2 separate regions of the Pan troglodytes genome follow, and region 1 is linked to region 2. A link is a contact called in public HiChIP or PLAC-seq data. All regions are on one chromosome and are shown on one strand. Each heading gives the region's core, a stretch centred on a gene start, on an enhancer-like site or on the middle of the called end of the contact. The rest is flanking DNA. Distances are from core to core; before and after follow the strand shown.

What was found. HiChIP or PLAC-seq counts read pairs in DNA pulled down with a chosen protein or histone mark.
Region 1: a contact with region 2 is called in an H3K4me3 HiChIP or PLAC-seq map of stem cell-derived excitatory neurons, with 3 times the contacts expected there. The contact joins the promoter of CDKAL1 here to the promoter of E2F3 in region 2. A contact is called at or near these places in 3 of 7 Hi-C or Micro-C datasets (blood, induced pluripotent stem cells and stem cell-derived neural progenitor cells) and 1 of 1 datasets of contacts at active chromatin or transcription factors (stem cell-derived excitatory neurons).

Annotation. Positions count from the first base shown.
Region 1 is chr5:26,478,080-26,481,839 of NHGRI_mPanTro3-v2.0_pri, reverse strand. CDKAL1 (CDK5 regulatory subunit associated protein 1 like 1) reads right to left here and starts at 1,485. Exons shown (of 16, transcript XM_016954980.3): 1 at 1,330-1,485; 2 at 510-553.
Region 2 is chr5:26,346,362-26,350,124 of NHGRI_mPanTro3-v2.0_pri, reverse strand. E2F3 (E2F transcription factor 3) reads right to left here and starts at 2,192. Exons shown (of 7, transcript XM_016954978.4): 1 at 1,427-2,192. The coding sequence starts at 1,819.

The sequences.
Region 1 (3,760 bases), core at 236-2,735, 130 kb before region 2:
AACATCATGAGCCATCAGGGAAACGGAAATCCAAACCACAATAATACACCACTTCATACCCATTAGGATGGGTAGAATCAAAAAGAGAAATAACTGTTGACAGGCATGTGGATTACATCACCCAGAGGGGAAGAAAAAGAGAACAGAGGTAGGAGAAGGTACAAGACCACGACTTGAGAGACTCCAAATTTAACTGCCAGATAAAGGAAAATCAGCTTATAATGGATTCCAAGAAGCAGCCACCAGACAAGGAAAAAAATCCATGGGCCATGGAAGGCAAATGAAAAGGGCATCTCAAAAAAGTGGACATGGTCAATGCTGGTGAATGAAAATGAAAGGTTAAGTAAAATAAATGAAAATATCTCTTCGATTTAATGCTATGTAAAGCACAATGTTTCCATAACACGATAGTGGCAAATAGCTAAAACATTAGGCTACCTCTCTGCATTTTCTAACATGCAAAAATACGCACAGCACTCAAACATAAAAGGTTTAAAATAAATCAGTACCTTAATTATCTGCAATTAGTCTAAAGTCCTCTTGAAAGATGAGTCTGGAAAATAAAAATTGATTAGGAAAAGCAAGCACCCAAAAAGTTCACAAAACCACTGTAAGGATTCTTTACTTAAAAGGAATCAGACTCCATAAAAGACTGCTTTATACAGCAGGATTAATGATGCTCCATACTACTTGTAACTTCTTACTGATTACAACAGGTTTGCTGACATCTGCCGTGACTGTGATCCAGTGTCTGGCTTTAGTAATAAATGTTGTATTCAGCACCGCAACACGTCTGCATAGTGCGAGTAACCAACCACTACAAAACAGGATTAAGTCAATAAGGTAGGTAGACATCCAGATCACGTTCCATCCGAAAGATAACTGTCGTCCCGAGATTCAGAAAAAGGTTTTATGAGCAAATAAGAACGAAAAGTGAAAAAGCAAGACACCTGCTTTTCTCAATAACTTCTGCTTAAATTCTTAACATACTGATCTGGGAAAGCTATGTAACTGCGAAAGCCTTGTCACATCTACAAATTCACTAAGGTATAAAGTGGGAGAACAAATGAAGTTAAACCTGACAATAAGGAACGAGGTGCCTAAAATACTCCTAACTGGAGAGCGGCACCTGAGGCCAACGACCCTATCCTCGCTCCTGGAAGCCCCATCTGCCTCCCAATTCCCCCATCCCAGCTGGCAAATCCCCTTTTAACTGCGAAACAAATTTGCAAACAGCCCAAGAAAAACTGAAACTGGAGAAACAAGGCTTGGCCATAAAAGGAGCTGTGGCCACACTCTGCCCCACATGGACCCATCGGCCACCCTTACCCAGAAGTCTGGAAGTAAAAACCAGTCCAAAGTGAGAAAATCAACCCGCCACTCTCCGGAAGCTGCACAGACTTTAGATGGAGAGCGCCATGACACATACGTCCCGCCACGTTTATTTACGCATGCTCAGCGACGGTGGCCCGAAGAGATCAAATTACATCATTGCTGAAAGCGCTAGTTCTGGTTTAACTTAGTTTAGGAATGACTACGCTTCAAGTTCCTTTGATTCCAAGAACTAAAATAACAACCCTGAGTCCTCGGGTTCCTAGAAATGCTTAATAGCCAACTTCTCCTAAGCTTTTATGTGTTAGACACTGTGCTAAGTACTTTGCATAAATATTATTTCACTATTTATTTATTATTATTATTATTCCTAGTTTACAAAAGAGGACACTGGAAGTTTAAGGACTTAATCTAAGTTACTCTACTAGTCGTGCTGCGCTCTGGGCTGGATCCGATACTGTCTGACTCCCAAAGAACTTGCTCTTTTCACTGTTTTACTAGCCTCCTCAATCATTTGTGAAAAGAGGTCTCTTCTTTAATATTTAAAAAACAGGAAGGAAAGGATAAAGGTCAGTTGGTAGGTTTCACTTAATATACATCATTGAGCACCACACAAGTGTTTTTGTTTTTTGTTTTGGAAAACTTAGATGGCAGTTTAGCAGACACCTATGGAAAGAAAATACTTTTATGGAGTACGGATTCTCACCCGCTTTCTCTACATATGTTATCTCACTTTACTATTCGTTACCCAAGACACTGTATTTGACCATGTGTTTACCAGAAGAATATCTTTACTTGAAAAAGTAAAGGTAATAGGAGGCAATAGGCCATGAAGAAGGGTCAGAAATCGTGAGTTTTATGCCTGACTTAGGGTTTCATAGTGATTTGGGGCAATTACTTTGTTTTGCAAATGCCTTTCCTAGTACAATTTCATCTAATTAAAATGCCATCCATCTACTCAAGAGGCTGATGTGGGAGGATCACTTGAGCTCAGAAGTTTGAAAACAGCCTGGGCAACACAGTGAGACCCAGTCTCTAAAATAGATTAAAAAAAAAAAAAAAAACACCCTTTTCTCTGTTTATCCATATCCATAAAATAATCTAAACTGTGCCCTGGGGTCCACTGTTGTCTTTACCCACCTAAATTAAAATTGTGTATTTATGTTGCCCTACTTTTTTTTTTTTTTTTTTTTTTTTAGATAGGGTCTTCTTCTGTCACCCAGGCTGGATTACAGTGTTACCATCACAGCTCACTGCAACCTCTCCCTCCTAGCCTCAAGAGATTCTCATGCCTTAGCCTCCCAAGTAGCTGGGACTACAGGTGCACACCACCATACCCATCTAATTCCATTTCTTTCACTAGACCAAAAGTAGGCCCTGGGTTATCTTCTTGGTTGTAATCGCACTACCTAGCACATAACCTTGTGCCTATGTTTATAGCTTCTCAATAAACATATGTTGAATGAATGAATGAATGAATGACTCCACCCCTTTTCCCCCAAGATCTAGTTGAGTTCAGTAAAGGAAATTTTACTGAGTATGTACCCCATGACCACAAGCACTGTGATAGATGCTAGAGCTAAAAAGAAAGAAAAAAAGTACTGCCTATTGCAATTGCAGGCTCTTTTGAGAAAATTCATTTCAGTAGAGAATAGCAATCACTATGAAAGATGAATGCACAGGAACACAAAGGTGAAGTAAGGGAAATAGATGAAGGCATTCCAAGCTGAAGAGTCAGCCAGAGCAAAAGCAAGGAGGCCTGAAATGATGAATTATTCCACAGTGTAAAAGCAGAGAGAGTGAAGCTGGTGATGGGAGAAGTCTGCCAGAGAAAGGGAGGCACAGGGACTAGATCAAGGTGAACCTTGTGTATTCAAAGGCATTAGACTTAATCCTGGATGTATGTAGTAGGCAACATGAATGTGTTCGAGCAGATTATTCTCTCAGGACAATGGGTTTGAGGACGATATTTCAGACATGAAGAAATAGTAAAAGCCTAAATTGAGTTGTTGGCTGGGAGGAATGGGAAGGAAGGACAGATTTAAACAAATTGAGGAGGTAACAGCAGCAAGACTTGGTGATTGATAGGTACGAAAAAAGAGGAAGAAAGGATGTTTTCAAGTTTTGGCTACAATAACTAACAGGTGAAACCTCTCTCTTTAAGCACCTTTAGTCTAAATCCTTTGAAGTCAGTAACCCTACCTCTAGGAATTTATCTTACAGAAATATACATAATGACCTATGTTCCAGAGTATTTTTTGAAGCATTGCTTACAATGACCTATGTTCCAGAGTATTTTTTTAAGCATTGCTTATAATAGCAAAAGACTGGAAACCCTCTCCGGCTCCTCCTCAATAGAGTATTGGTTAAATATATTTATAGTATCTGTACAACTTTTGAAAAACAACCAGTAAGGCCGGGTGCAGTG
Region 2 (3,763 bases), core at 943-3,442:
ACCCCCTGGGGCAGACACTCCCGCCCCGAGGTTCCTAGAACCGGAGGCCGGGGCATTTACTTAGTTAGATTTTTCTTGCTTACTCATTTCCCTCGAGCACCCAACCCCCCGTTCCCACTCCAAAACCCCGCTCAACCGCCTACCCTCACCGCTTCAGCCCCCAACAGAATCCGGTGCCCCCGCGGCGTCGGCGGCCCCCGAGCCGTCCCGGTCACTAACCTGCTGCTGTAAGGGCATTTCCGAAACCAGCCTGGCTCCGGGGGGAGGTGGGGGGCCGGCTGGAGAGGGGGCCCGGAGGGCCGAACAGACCGGCGGCGCAGGGCGAGGGCGGGCGCCGGTGGGGGGGTGGGGAGAGGAGAGGGAGGGTGGCGGTGCCGGGGGCGGGTGCGAGGGCGCCGGGACCGTCCCAGGCCAGGGAGCCGGCGAGCAGGAGGAAGTGGGTGCCCCCCTCTCCCCCTCCAGCGCCCCCTCCCGCCGCCGCCTCCTCCCCAGTCACAGGCGCGTCCTGCGCGCACGTGTGCGAAACGTCACCGGCGGGTCCCGGAGAGAGGGACAGACCCAGGCGGCGGGACGGGAACCCAGCTGCCCCCGCCCTCCGTCGCCGGGGGGCGGAGAGGGGGACAGGGCGGGGAAGGAAGGGGCAAGGGGAGAGGCGGGTCAAGGGCAGGCCCGGGGCCCGGCGAGGAAGGCCTGGGCGCTCGGGCCACGCGGGCGCCGCCGCTGCCACTGCCAGGATGCGCCCAGGCCAGAGCGCCAGCCCGCGAGCCCCTCACCCCAGACAGCCCACGCCCCAGTCCGCACCCGGCTTCCAGCCCCACCTCCCCCACGCCCGACTCCCCTCCACCTCCCCCAGCCCCTTTGTTGCCGGGAGTTACAGATCCTAAAATGTGTCAAGCGCAGCCCCGCCGATCCCCTGCGCTCCGAGCACGCCGCAGGGACCCCCGGCCGCCAACGAGCCTCCAAGGCCGACTGGGGGCTAGCACCCCAACAGTCCCCCGGTTTCAACCCCTCAGAGCCCCCCACACCCCAGTTCACTACTCCCTCCCCCACCCCCTTCTCCATCCGGGGCGTGACCCCTTCCTACGCCCGAGAAAGAGGAAGCTTCGAGTTGGAGGGGAAGGGAGAGTGGGGGTAGGGAAAAGTGCAGGAAAAGAAGGGGGGGCCGCGAAAAGTTTTGGAGTGTTTGATGTGGTTCGCGCCAAGGCAATCCCCGCCGCCCCGCGCGCCTGGCCGAGCCCCCCGACCCTCCTGGCGCCGGGAAGAGCACTCAGGTCTAACAATGAACCCTCGTTGGAGGGGCAGCCACCGAGGCCCACGATGCTCGGCCCAGTGCTCTCCCCGAGCGGCCCGCAGCGCGCCCACGACCCCGCGCGGTGCGAGCCCACCTCCCGCCGGGGCTGGGGACGGTGGGGAGGGAGGGTATTACCGGAGGGCCGCCGCCGCCGCCGCTGCCGCCGCGTCCCAGCGCTGGTGGCTGCTGCAGCAGCCCGGCTCTGCTGGAGGGTCCGTGCGGCGTGGTGTAGAGGAGGCTGCCGGCGGTCTGCTCCGCGCCGGGGGCACTGGGGAGGAGGGGGCCGGCGGCTACGGCGCCGCTTTGGAGGGAGGAGGAACAGGAGGTGGTGGAAGTGTTCGTGGTGAGGATCTGGATGTACGCGCCCGGGGCGGCGGCAGCGGCGGCGGCGGCGGCGAAGCCGGGGCTGGCTAGCAGTGCCCTTTTGTCCATGGAGGCTGCAGCGGCGGCGGCGACGACAGCCGCCCCCTCCCCACCCCCGGCGGTCACCAGGTACTGCTCCAGAGCGGGCTGGATCCCCTTTCTCATCTCTCGCTCCTGCTCTTTTTAGTGTTATGGTATATTAATGTATTGTTTTCAATTTCTTTATTATTTGCAGTCGGAGTTTCCAAGTCTCTCCTCCTTCTCTCCTCCCCGCCCGGCGCTTCCGAGCCCCCTCTCTCTCTTTTCTTTTTATTTTTCCGCACCGCACAGGCCCCGGGGGCCAAAAATAATCGGGGCTCTGGAGAGAGGAGGGTCCCGGCCGCACGGATATCGGGCCCCAAGCGGGGATGGAGGCGTCGGGGGCGGCCGATGCAACGGATTGCGAGGCGGCGGCGGCAGCCCGGGTGCTGCGGCCGGCAGCTGAAAAATGGCTCCAGGAAGCTGCTGCTGACAATGAATGAAGGGATACGGTTTACGCGCCAAGGTCCTCCCGCGAAACTCGGATTTCCCGCCGGCTTTTCAAACCATATTTGCATATCCCCGCCCCTCAACCCGCCGAGGACCGTTCCCACAGCCCATTGGGCCGCTACCTCCTTACTTCAGTCCCAATCATGGAGCAGGGCCGCGACTTACTGGTTTCCATTGGCTGCCGTGCATCATGGTTACCGGGGCGACAGGGCCCCTATTTGCATAGGCTTCCTTGATTGGCTGGCAGAAGAGCAGTTTTTAGGGGGTGGGGCAAAGACTTTCCTTCCCTCCCACGGAAGACCACGCCTGGCCTAGGCTCCGCCCCTGTCCCCGCCCGCCCGCCGGGCCGGCGCTACTGACCTGGGCAGGGACTCCGCGCCCCGCAGACTCAGTGTAGATCTAGTCTAGAGCGCAAGTTTCGCTTTTGGAAATTGTCAAGGTGACTAAGGGAACACTCTTTCCTTTGACCAGTCAGTGCAATAAACGAACAGCGCAGGAGATTCTTCCAGATACGTGCCAAAGGCAAGTTGGACCATGCGGACGATGTCTGGCAGGTGCAAAAGGAGCCCTTTAAATCGTGGGCTTCTCCCTTCCTGAAATCCAACCAATGACGCGGCGAGAGCTGATCCCGAGGCCGGGGCTGATAGACAGAAGCATGTGGGCAGACAGAATCGTGGGGGCAGAAGGTTCAGCAGACGCGATTGCGGGCACCAGTTAACATTCCAGATCATTCCCGGTACCTTCATTATTAGCCTGGATAGGGGTAAAGTACAAATTAACTCTTTTGTCTTACAACGAATATTGGTTTGAATCCAGCAGACATTCCCTCTGGCCCAGAAACACCCAGGGCAGTTAATCAGGGCTAACCTAGAACTGATCTGCGGGTTTCTAATCCGCCAAGCAGTAATCCGAAAAAGTACACGCTTCCCACGATGACGTCGTGCCCCCAACGAACGCAGGCACGCCCGGGCATCAGCACTTTATATCTTCAGTTTTGTAGGAAGTTCTCTGACTGGAAGCAAACACAACGACTCAAACCTATCCCAAAGTATTTTTAAAATAGTGTCTTTTTTAAAAAAGTAAACTAGAAATTGTCATCAGAAAAATATAAAATGATGTGTCAAACTGACTCCTGAATTTGTTCAAGTATTCATGGGTCTTAAAATTAAAGCTTGCTCCTGAGATTGAGCAGGAAAAGAGACCCCTGCAGGAATGTGGGGGAAGTTATGTATGTAGACACTAGATCATAATTTATAGTTATGTGCAAAACAGCTGCAGAATTGGTGCTCATAGGTGATGAGGATTGCAACACCTTGAGCCCTTTCACAAGATTTTTATTACTATTATTAATTTCCCAAAACTCTTACTCAGAGTGCTATGAAACACCTGACAAGATGTGTCAGATCAGGCTAGGACTCCTTAATATTTTAGCCTTGTTACCTTTTCTGAAACAGATGAGTTAAAAGTTCCATTAAACCTTGCACCAGGCTCAGGAATATTTTAGTCTTGCATTCAGGCTAGTTGAGGATCCATAGCCCTAAACATTTGTCGACACTGGTAGAAGTGACGCTATCTTTATTT